Linked DNA regions of Mus musculus: regions 2 and 3 are each linked to region 1. A link is a contact called in public promoter capture Hi-C data. All regions are on one chromosome and are shown on one strand. The core of a region is the stretch at or near the end of the contact, and the rest is flanking DNA. Distances in the headings are between cores, read along the strand shown.

Region 1 (2,658 bases), core at 79-2,578:
TAGGTTACTTTATGTAATAACAGCCCCTTAAACCTTGACAGATTCTCCTAAACCCATTTAAAGAACGTTGTCCTAGGGTCACAAAATGTTCCAGTACCTGTGCGGGGTGCTGCCCAGAAGTCTATCTTTACATTTTACTTCTCAGTTTTTCCTATTATTTTTCTTTTTTCTGCAATAAAAGAAATAAACCATTACCAGGGAAAAAGAACCAAGGGCAGGTAAAGGTGGGAAATAAATAGCACACAGCTGTGGCAGCTCCATAGTGAGCACTATCAAGGGCCCTGATATTCTCATGAAGTATGGAGAACATAGTGATCAAATTACCAGTCATCCACTTGGTTTTATAACGTCTTACTTTGTTATTGGGTTGATTTAAAACAAATGCCTACAACTCCACCTGGGAAAAGTAAATTGGATCATCCCCAGCTTTCTCCTCTCTGATTGCTATAATTTACAAACAAGTACATCCAGGATTTAGATAAAATATCAACCATTTTTGAGGGTGATAGTCTATTAATGAGAACTATAAAGGATTTTCTACACTTTAGAGGCCATAGTGGCTTTAATTGAGCTTACAGCCAGTTTCTTTTTACCTCTGCCACTGCATTGATTCCTATTGCAAACTCAGTTCTGGTTTCCGAACGAAGCTGAAAGGGCATGGCCTGTGATTCTTGTAGAAGTCCTGGTATATAGGTACAACTACAGATGGTTGGAAAGGTACAGTGGCCTTACTCCAGAGAATGGCCTGCCTGCTACTGTCCGGATACTTGCATATAAAATGATTAGAATAATTGTTAAAAATTGCTTTCCTTGGTAATTTAAAAAGACCATTAACCCCATCCTTAAAATGCAAGCGGATGGGGGCATCAATGGGAACAAAAAGCCTCTCGATTTCAAATTAATTCGTGATTTTAAGTTGCAATTACTATCTTGATTCATTCTATAAATCCCCGTGTAAGCGCTACTGACCTCCCACCCCGCTTGTTGCTCATTTTTTGCCTCCCATTTGTTCAATAGGAATTTTCGTTTTATGTGAAGATTTTAGAATTTTAAGTCAGGTGTATCTAAGGCTTAATCATTGGAACGTGGTCAAATCATTCTGTCAGATTGTGTGAACCAAAATAAATAGAAAATCTCGTGTTTTTTTCTTTTTCTTTTCTTTTTAAATTGTACTTGGAGACTCAGCCTCTGACTGAGAACTAACGGGGACAAACCTACGGATGGCAGCGAGGGGTCAATTCACCACAGGCGTTGGGTCAGGGGTGGAGGAGTCGGAAGTGATTGGGATTTGGGGGAGGAGATTCGCTCACACATTGGAGCTGAGCCTTGAGCGGCCATATCTGCCGCCGCCGCAGCTGTGAGTGCAGCATCTGCGCTTAGCTGCCTCCGCGCCGCTAAGGTTCGCGTCGCTCGCCCGTGGCCCGTGGCTGTTCCTGCCTTACTACCACCGGTAGAACCCTCTCCTCCTGACCTGCCTACCTCGCTCCTTCTCCGCCGCACCCCGGCTGCTCACACCATGGATCTCGGCAGCAGCAGCGACTCGGCTCCCGACTGCTGGGATCAGGTGGACATGGAAGCCCCGGGTTCGGCTCCGAGCGGGGATGGAATCGCCCCCGCAGCCATGGCAGCGGCTGAGGCCGCGGAAGCCGAGGCCCAGCGCAAGCATCTCAGCTTGGCCTTCAGCAGTCAGCTCAACATCCACGCCAAACCTTTCGTGCCTAGCGTAAGCGCAGCGGAGTTCGTGCCGTCCTTCCTGCCTGGATCGGCCCAGCCGCCCGCCCCCACAGCCTCCAGCTGCGACGAAACCTGCATCGGTGGCGCCGGGGAGCCTGAAGGTAAACGGATGGAATGGGGAGCACCTGTAGAACCTTCCAAAGATGGCCCTTTAGTGTCGTGGGAGGGTTCCAGTTCAGTTGTTACCATGGAACTTTCAGAACCTGTTGTAGAAAATGGAGAGGTGGAGATGGCCCTAGAAGAATCTTGGGAGCTTAAAGAAGTGAGTGAAGCAAAGCCTGAGGCTTCTTTGGGAGATGCAGGGCCCCCAGAAGAAAGTGTCAAGGAAGTGATGGAGGAGAAAGAGGAAGTAAGGAAATCAAAATCTGTGTCCATACCATCAGGTGCACCTAAGAAAGAACACGTAAATGTGGTCTTCATTGGGCATGTGGATGCTGGCAAGTCAACCATTGGAGGACAAATAATGTTTTTGACAGGAATGGTTGACAGAAGGACACTTGAGAAATACGAACGAGAAGCTAAGGAGAAGAATAGAGAGACCTGGTACTTGTCCTGGGCCTTAGATACAAACCAGGAAGAACGAGACAAGGGTAAAACAGTGGAAGTGGGCCGTGCGTATTTTGAAACGGAAAAGAAGCATTTCACAATCCTAGATGCCCCTGGCCACAAGAGTTTTGTCCCAAATATGATTGGCGGTGCCTCTCAAGCCGATTTAGCTGTGCTGGTGATCTCTGCCAGGAAAGGGGAATTTGAGACTGGATTTGAAAAAGGTGGACAGACAAGAGAACATGCAATGCTGGCCAAAACAGCAGGGGTAAAATACTTAATAGTGCTTATTAATAAGATGGATGACCCCACAGTAGATTGGAGCAGTGAGCGATATGAAGAATGTAAAGAAAAACTGGTGCCCTTTTTGAAAAAAGT
Region 2 (2,658 bases), core at 48-2,547, 390 kb after region 1:
GAGAACATAAAATATTTATCCTCTGATAGTTCCACACGTTTCGCAAAGAGGTCTATAAACTTACGGGGTTTTCACCAAGCCATAGACATAAATGTGAATATCATCATCAAACTTAATGAAGTAGACAGATGGCTTGGCTACCACCTGATGAATAAAGATCCCAGTTCTCTTGGACCCGTCGTCTTTGGCGTGTTCCACCTGCTTGCCCACAAGGCTGTCGAGCACCTCCCCAGGCTCCTGTTCAGCTGCAGGGAAGTAGTAGTTGGAATCTGGAATGATACGCAGGTCACCATCTTTGTAGTCGTCCAGCAGGGTGTACATATAGAGGACCGGATCTTTCTCGTAGGTGATGTAAAACCAAGTATCCATGATGGGGGCTCGCGCCAACACCATACCCTTCCACTCATCTTTCTTGCCATGCTCACCTTCGAACACATGTCCCACTGCCTTCCCAACCAGGGAATCGGCCAGGCGAGAGTCAATGCGAGGAGAAGGAACTCTCTCAGGAAGAATCTCCAGCGCTAAAACTCTCTTATCTCTGTGCAGTTCCAGTCCGTACACACTGTCTTTGCCATCATATTTGATGATATACAGAGTGGGCTTCACGGAGACCTGCTCGAGCACAGTACCTTTCCATTGCTCCACGGGCTCATTGCCTTCTTTCCAGCCGTGTTGAATGCGGCAGCCCACGATGTTCCTATGAGTGAGGAAAGTGGGCTTACGGCGCTGCTTCTTGTGAGTGTGCCTTTTCTTCATCAGGTACGCGGACACACCATCCACCCCAGTAGGAGGCACAGTCGGAGGAGACATGGCTCGAGGCTTCGGTGGCCAAAGTAAAGCTGCTCTTTGCTTAACAAGCTGACTAACAGTCAGCAGTGTCCAACGGCAGATATTTTTCGCGATCCGAGAGACTGTATCAGTCCTCTTTTCAGATTTTGTCAGAAAAGAGCTAACTGACTGGGAACTGAGACAGAGAGTGCCGCTCACTAGTGCTTTTTTCCTCCTTCAGGGAGGGGTGACTGCAATAGTGATGGCTCCAGAGAGATGGCGGGCTCCCGGGTTCGTTCTGTCCGCCCCTGGCGCCTTCCCGGACTCCCAAGCCCACGTCCCAGCCAGAATCCGCCACTTAGCTGTTGTCAACGCTGCTGCGGTCGCAGAACGGCAACAGAGAAGAAGTGGACTGTTAACCTGGACCGGAGATAACAGGGATGTTTCGCGGCCACGAAAGTGCAGGCAGTAGCACGTCTCCCAGCAGTTTGCGCTTTGCGCGGCCTGGTCTTGGCAGCGCTTGTCAGCTTGGCCAATCTGCGAAACCGGGATTTTTGTTGCTTAGGGAATCCTCCTCCTCTGAGCCCGCCCTCTCCTTTCCTCCACCCCTCCCGCTTCCGTCCTGCCTTCCGCTCCTGGGGCAGCCACACTGACACAGGCTCTCTCCTTTACTCCCGTGGCCCCCCAGCCGGTTCATTCCCACCAGAACCAGACAGTACAACACCCCTCCTCCCCTGCAGGCTGTCTGCTGCCCAACTGCATACTTCACTGAGGCTCCATCTGCTTTCTATCTTCCAGGAATTCCTCACAAGCAGAAAAAGAAAAGAAAAGTGAAAAAGAAAGAAAAAAAAATACGTGGGGTGGGAGAAATTGTATAAACAAATCTACAATTTCTTTCTTTTTTAAGAAATTTGAAGCGGGATTGGGGAAAAGTCGTGCACAGTCCACCATGTTAACTTAAACTCTCCTTTATATTTTCTACCTGATCATTCGTCCTAACGATTTTTAGTATGTTTTTCTAAGTGGAAGGAAAATATGCTGGTATTTGCTTTTCTAAAACTGAGTGAAATAAAAAGCAAAGCAAAACAAAACTAACTTTAGCCATACAAACCAGGCAAACATCAAAATGTTTATTAAGCTGATTTCTTATTAATATATCTTTCTATAACCTTATGCATTTGAGAGCAACTTTTATATTTCTATACCTTTTTTGCTTACTTTGTCACTTATATCACGAGTAGTTTCTGTCATGATTAAATATGCTGGAAACATGATTTGTTTTTCAGTTTTTTGAGACAGGGTTTCCCTGGGTAGCCCTGACTGTCCTGGAACTCACTCTACATACCAGGCTGGCCTCGAACTCAGAGATATGCCCCCCCCCCCTTCTCTGCCTCCCAAGTACTGGGATTAAAACCATGCGCCACCATGCCAGGCTGGAAACACAATTTTTAATGGTTCCATATGTGAACATAAAGAACACAGCTCTCATCTCAAAATAAAAGATGGTTTATTCTAGAATCAAATATAAGTGACCAAGACCAAGGTCCACAACTTTAGGTTACCCCAAGTTCTATGTTCCAATGTGGTAACAGTTTCATGGAATTTTGTTGGTGTTGTCGCTGCTGTTTATTATTAACCTGTGTGTGCATGAAGTGTCTATGTTGGAAGGGGGCAGAAGTGGAAAAGTGGAAATCAGAAGATAACATTGTGTAGTAACTTCTTTCCTTCCACATTTACTTGAATTCAATGGATTGAACCCAAGTCCACAGGTTTATGCCACAAGTTCCTTTGTAAGATAAGCCTCTTACCCAACTGGCCTCATGAAATTTTTATAGCAGCAAAACAAAGAGAACTATAAATCAGGAAACTTTTAAAAGGCATCAGGGGAAG
Region 3 (2,658 bases), core at 82-2,581, 270 kb before region 1:
ATTTGGAAGTTGGTCCGGCAGTAGGCTGAGCTCTAGGGCTTTCTCCTCCCTGAAACTTTCGAACACCGCAAAGTCCCGCTTTAAAAAAAAAAAAAAAAACCAAAAAACTTTGACCACAAATCACTGAACTAAAGCTCCGATACTACATACTACGACAAACCTAACTTCTTACCGAAGCGCTCCAGCTTGTCCCAGACGCGCGGCGCGCCTTTTCCTTCTCTCTCTCTCTCTCTCTCTCTCTCTCTCTCTCTCTCTCTCTCTCTCTCTCTCTCTCTCTCTCTCTCTCTCTCCCTCAGCGAATAAAAACCCCCCTAATTTCCTTAAGGACAGGTGTGTCCCAATCAGTCTCTGGGTAAAAGGACAAGTGACCTTACACTGAAAAAATCTCCGCATCTCCAGGACGCCCGCCCACAGGGCTTCTTCCATTTTCTGTCGAATTAGGACAGAAACGAAATATGAAATACGCCGTCTTTATCGGACCCGCTAGTGTTCCCTGAGGCTAGCGCTGAGATTTCAAGAGGCAGCCTACCTGGAGTTGAATCCTAGCCTTAGATTTTTCACAGCCTTGGACGCTCGGCCGTGACAATTGTGCCCATAGACTTGGGTGGAAAAAATGAAATTATTAAACCAGCGACAACGCCAGTTTTTCTCGCAAATAGCCAAATACTGCCATTTTACGTCTACAAGTATTAAATGGGACCAATATTTGATTGTCAGATTTACACTTTAGTACTTTAAAAAGAAAAACACCGGTACCGGTCATTTTTTCACAAGTAAGCGACATGTTACATTTAGTTTAAACGTAAAACTTAAGGACCGTTCAGCGCAAGGTAAATTCTTTAAGGGAAAAACCTTTTATGAGGTAAATCGATGCCCCAAGGTCGGGTCGATCCGCTGCTTCTCCCTAAGAGACTGGTGCAGTTTACCCTCGTCCGTCGGGCGCCACCGCCTGGCTGCCTCAGCGTGCAGGATTCTCAACCCTCGCAGCCGGAGCCTGGCAGTGGAGGCGAAAGCCAGTCCCCGGCGCGGCAGGGAGCCAGAGAACCGCCTTCTTCTCACCACAGCGTGCGGCCGCCCACACGGACCTGCAGCCTTTTGCCGCCTAGCAACAGCCTGCAAGGAGGCAGGACTGTCTAGGAGGCGGGGTTTGAATTTGTTAGGTTCCCGCGCGCGCCTCTCGGTTGCTAAGCAACGCGACACGCCACCTAGCGGCGCAGGCCGAGCTTTTGGCGGGTTAAGCTGGCGTCACAGCATCATCTCGTGCTCGCTCGTGGTCAAGGGAATCAGGATCTAACCCGGCCACCGTAGTTGCCTTTTTTATAGTGGGAGGGGCCAAGGGAGGGGTGACCCTGCCGGAGCCGCGGCTGCCAGCGACATGTTCAAGGTGAGAATGTGGAGCCGGGTCACAGCTGTCATTGTCCCCTCTCAGCCTCCAGGAGCCCTCCCCACGCTCCCGGGCGTCTTTTTGGGGACCAGACTCGGTTCCTCCTGAGGCCTTTTTCACCTCCGGGCTAAATTCTGGCTTGGCGGCGGTTCATTCAGCACTCGGTACCAGCACCTGTGAGGTTGTGGAGTGAAACCCTAGATTGGTGGGATCGGCCCTTTGAGCTCTCTCGCGAATGAAACACTTTGAAAAGTTAAAACGCCTCTATCGTGCCCACCTCCTCGGCTAATGCCCTTTTGGGGTTGTGGGGAGGATGAAGCCAGGTCTGGGCGCTGCAGGGTTTGTGGCTTTGGTTGCTTGGCAGGATCAAGTTTCAGAACCTGGCCCGTGGGTGGGGGAGGGTCAGCTTCGGAGGATGTCGGGGATGCTGGCTTGGGGCGGGGCGGGGGGGTCTCTCTCTCTCTCCCCCTCATCCCCCCCTCTCTCCCTCCCTTCCCCTCCCTCCCCCTCCCTCCCCCTCCCCCCCTCTCTCTCTCTGTGTGTGTGTGTGTGTGTGTGTGTGTGTGTGTGTGTATGTAGCTGGAGCTTTACTGCCCAGTGAGCATTAGTATGAAGTCGACTCTTCTCCCCTCTTACAGTTTTTTCGAACTGTCCTCCATAAGATGGACATTTACAGTGAAGACTTTCAAAAACCTGTATTTTAGCATAAATTATTCTTTCTTAAACGGCAAATATATTTTGTCATTAAAAAAACCCCACAGGCTGTGCACACCTTTAATCCCAGCACTCAGGAGGCAGAGGCAGTGGATAAATTCATGAAGATGAGTTCGAGGATAGCCTGGTTTACGTAGCGATTTCCAGGACAACCAGTGTTACATAAAGTTTCTGTCTTAAAAAATAGCCACAGGCAGCCAGAAATCTACAAAATCAAGTCTCAAGAAACACAATATTTACAGAATGGTGCTAATGAAATTTCAGACTTGTGCTCCTCATTTCAAAGTTTCTTGCAGCTGCGGTGGGTGTTTGAGGCACAATAGTAAGGGCTGCAAAATGAGACCATGGCTTCTGCCTTCCAGTGCTGTGGTATTGTCAGTTACTAGCTATATGATAATGGACATGTCACTTAACTCCACTTAACTGCCTGTTCCCCCCCCCCCCCATTGTGAAATTAGGGTAATAAAGTCTAACTGTTAAATACTGAGGGGAATTATGTCACTAAATGCAGAGGAAGGATGGACACTGAACTCATAGATTTGTTGGCTCAGCAATGCCAT

What was found. Promoter capture Hi-C pulls out the DNA fragments that hold promoters and counts their contacts. Capture Hi-C pulls out chosen DNA fragments and counts their contacts.
Region 2: a promoter capture Hi-C map of embryonic stem cells shows a contact between it and region 1, with 3 times the contacts expected there. The contact joins the promoter of Spin4 here to the promoter of Gspt2 in region 1. A contact is called at or near these places in 10 of 39 promoter capture datasets (the C10 cell line, the HPC-7 cell line, the SN4741 cell line and 6 more), 1 of 484 Hi-C or Micro-C datasets (cranial neural crest) and 1 of 115 datasets of contacts at active chromatin or transcription factors (extraembryonic endoderm stem cells).
Region 3: a contact with region 1 is called in a promoter capture Hi-C map of liver. The contact joins the promoter of Apoo here to the promoter of Gspt2 in region 1. A contact is called at or near these places in 3 of 39 promoter capture datasets (cranial neural crest and embryonic stem cells), 2 of 484 Hi-C or Micro-C datasets (both in embryonic stem cells), 1 of 115 datasets of contacts at active chromatin or transcription factors (stem cell-derived neural progenitor cells) and 3 of 9 other capture datasets (adipose tissue, liver and macrophages).

Annotation. Positions count from the first base shown.
Region 1 is chrX:94,634,741-94,637,398 of GRCm38.p6, forward strand. It overlaps Gspt2 (G1 to S phase transition 2), which reads left to right and starts at 1,329. Exons shown (of 1, transcript NM_008179.2): 1 at 1,329-2,658. The coding sequence starts at 1,517.
Region 2 is chrX:95,025,385-95,028,042 of GRCm38.p6, forward strand. Spin4 (spindlin family, member 4) reads right to left here and starts at 1,298. Exons shown (of 1, transcript NM_178753.4): 1 at 1-1,298. The coding sequence starts at 810. The coding sequence ends at 61.
Region 3 is chrX:94,365,779-94,368,436 of GRCm38.p6, forward strand. It overlaps Apoo (apolipoprotein O), which reads left to right and starts at 1,332. Exons shown (of 9, transcript NM_026673.4): 1 at 1,332-1,384. The coding sequence starts at 1,376. Fam90a1b (family with sequence similarity 90, member A1B) reads right to left here and starts at 999. Exons shown (of 10, transcript NM_001362881.1): 1 at 853-999.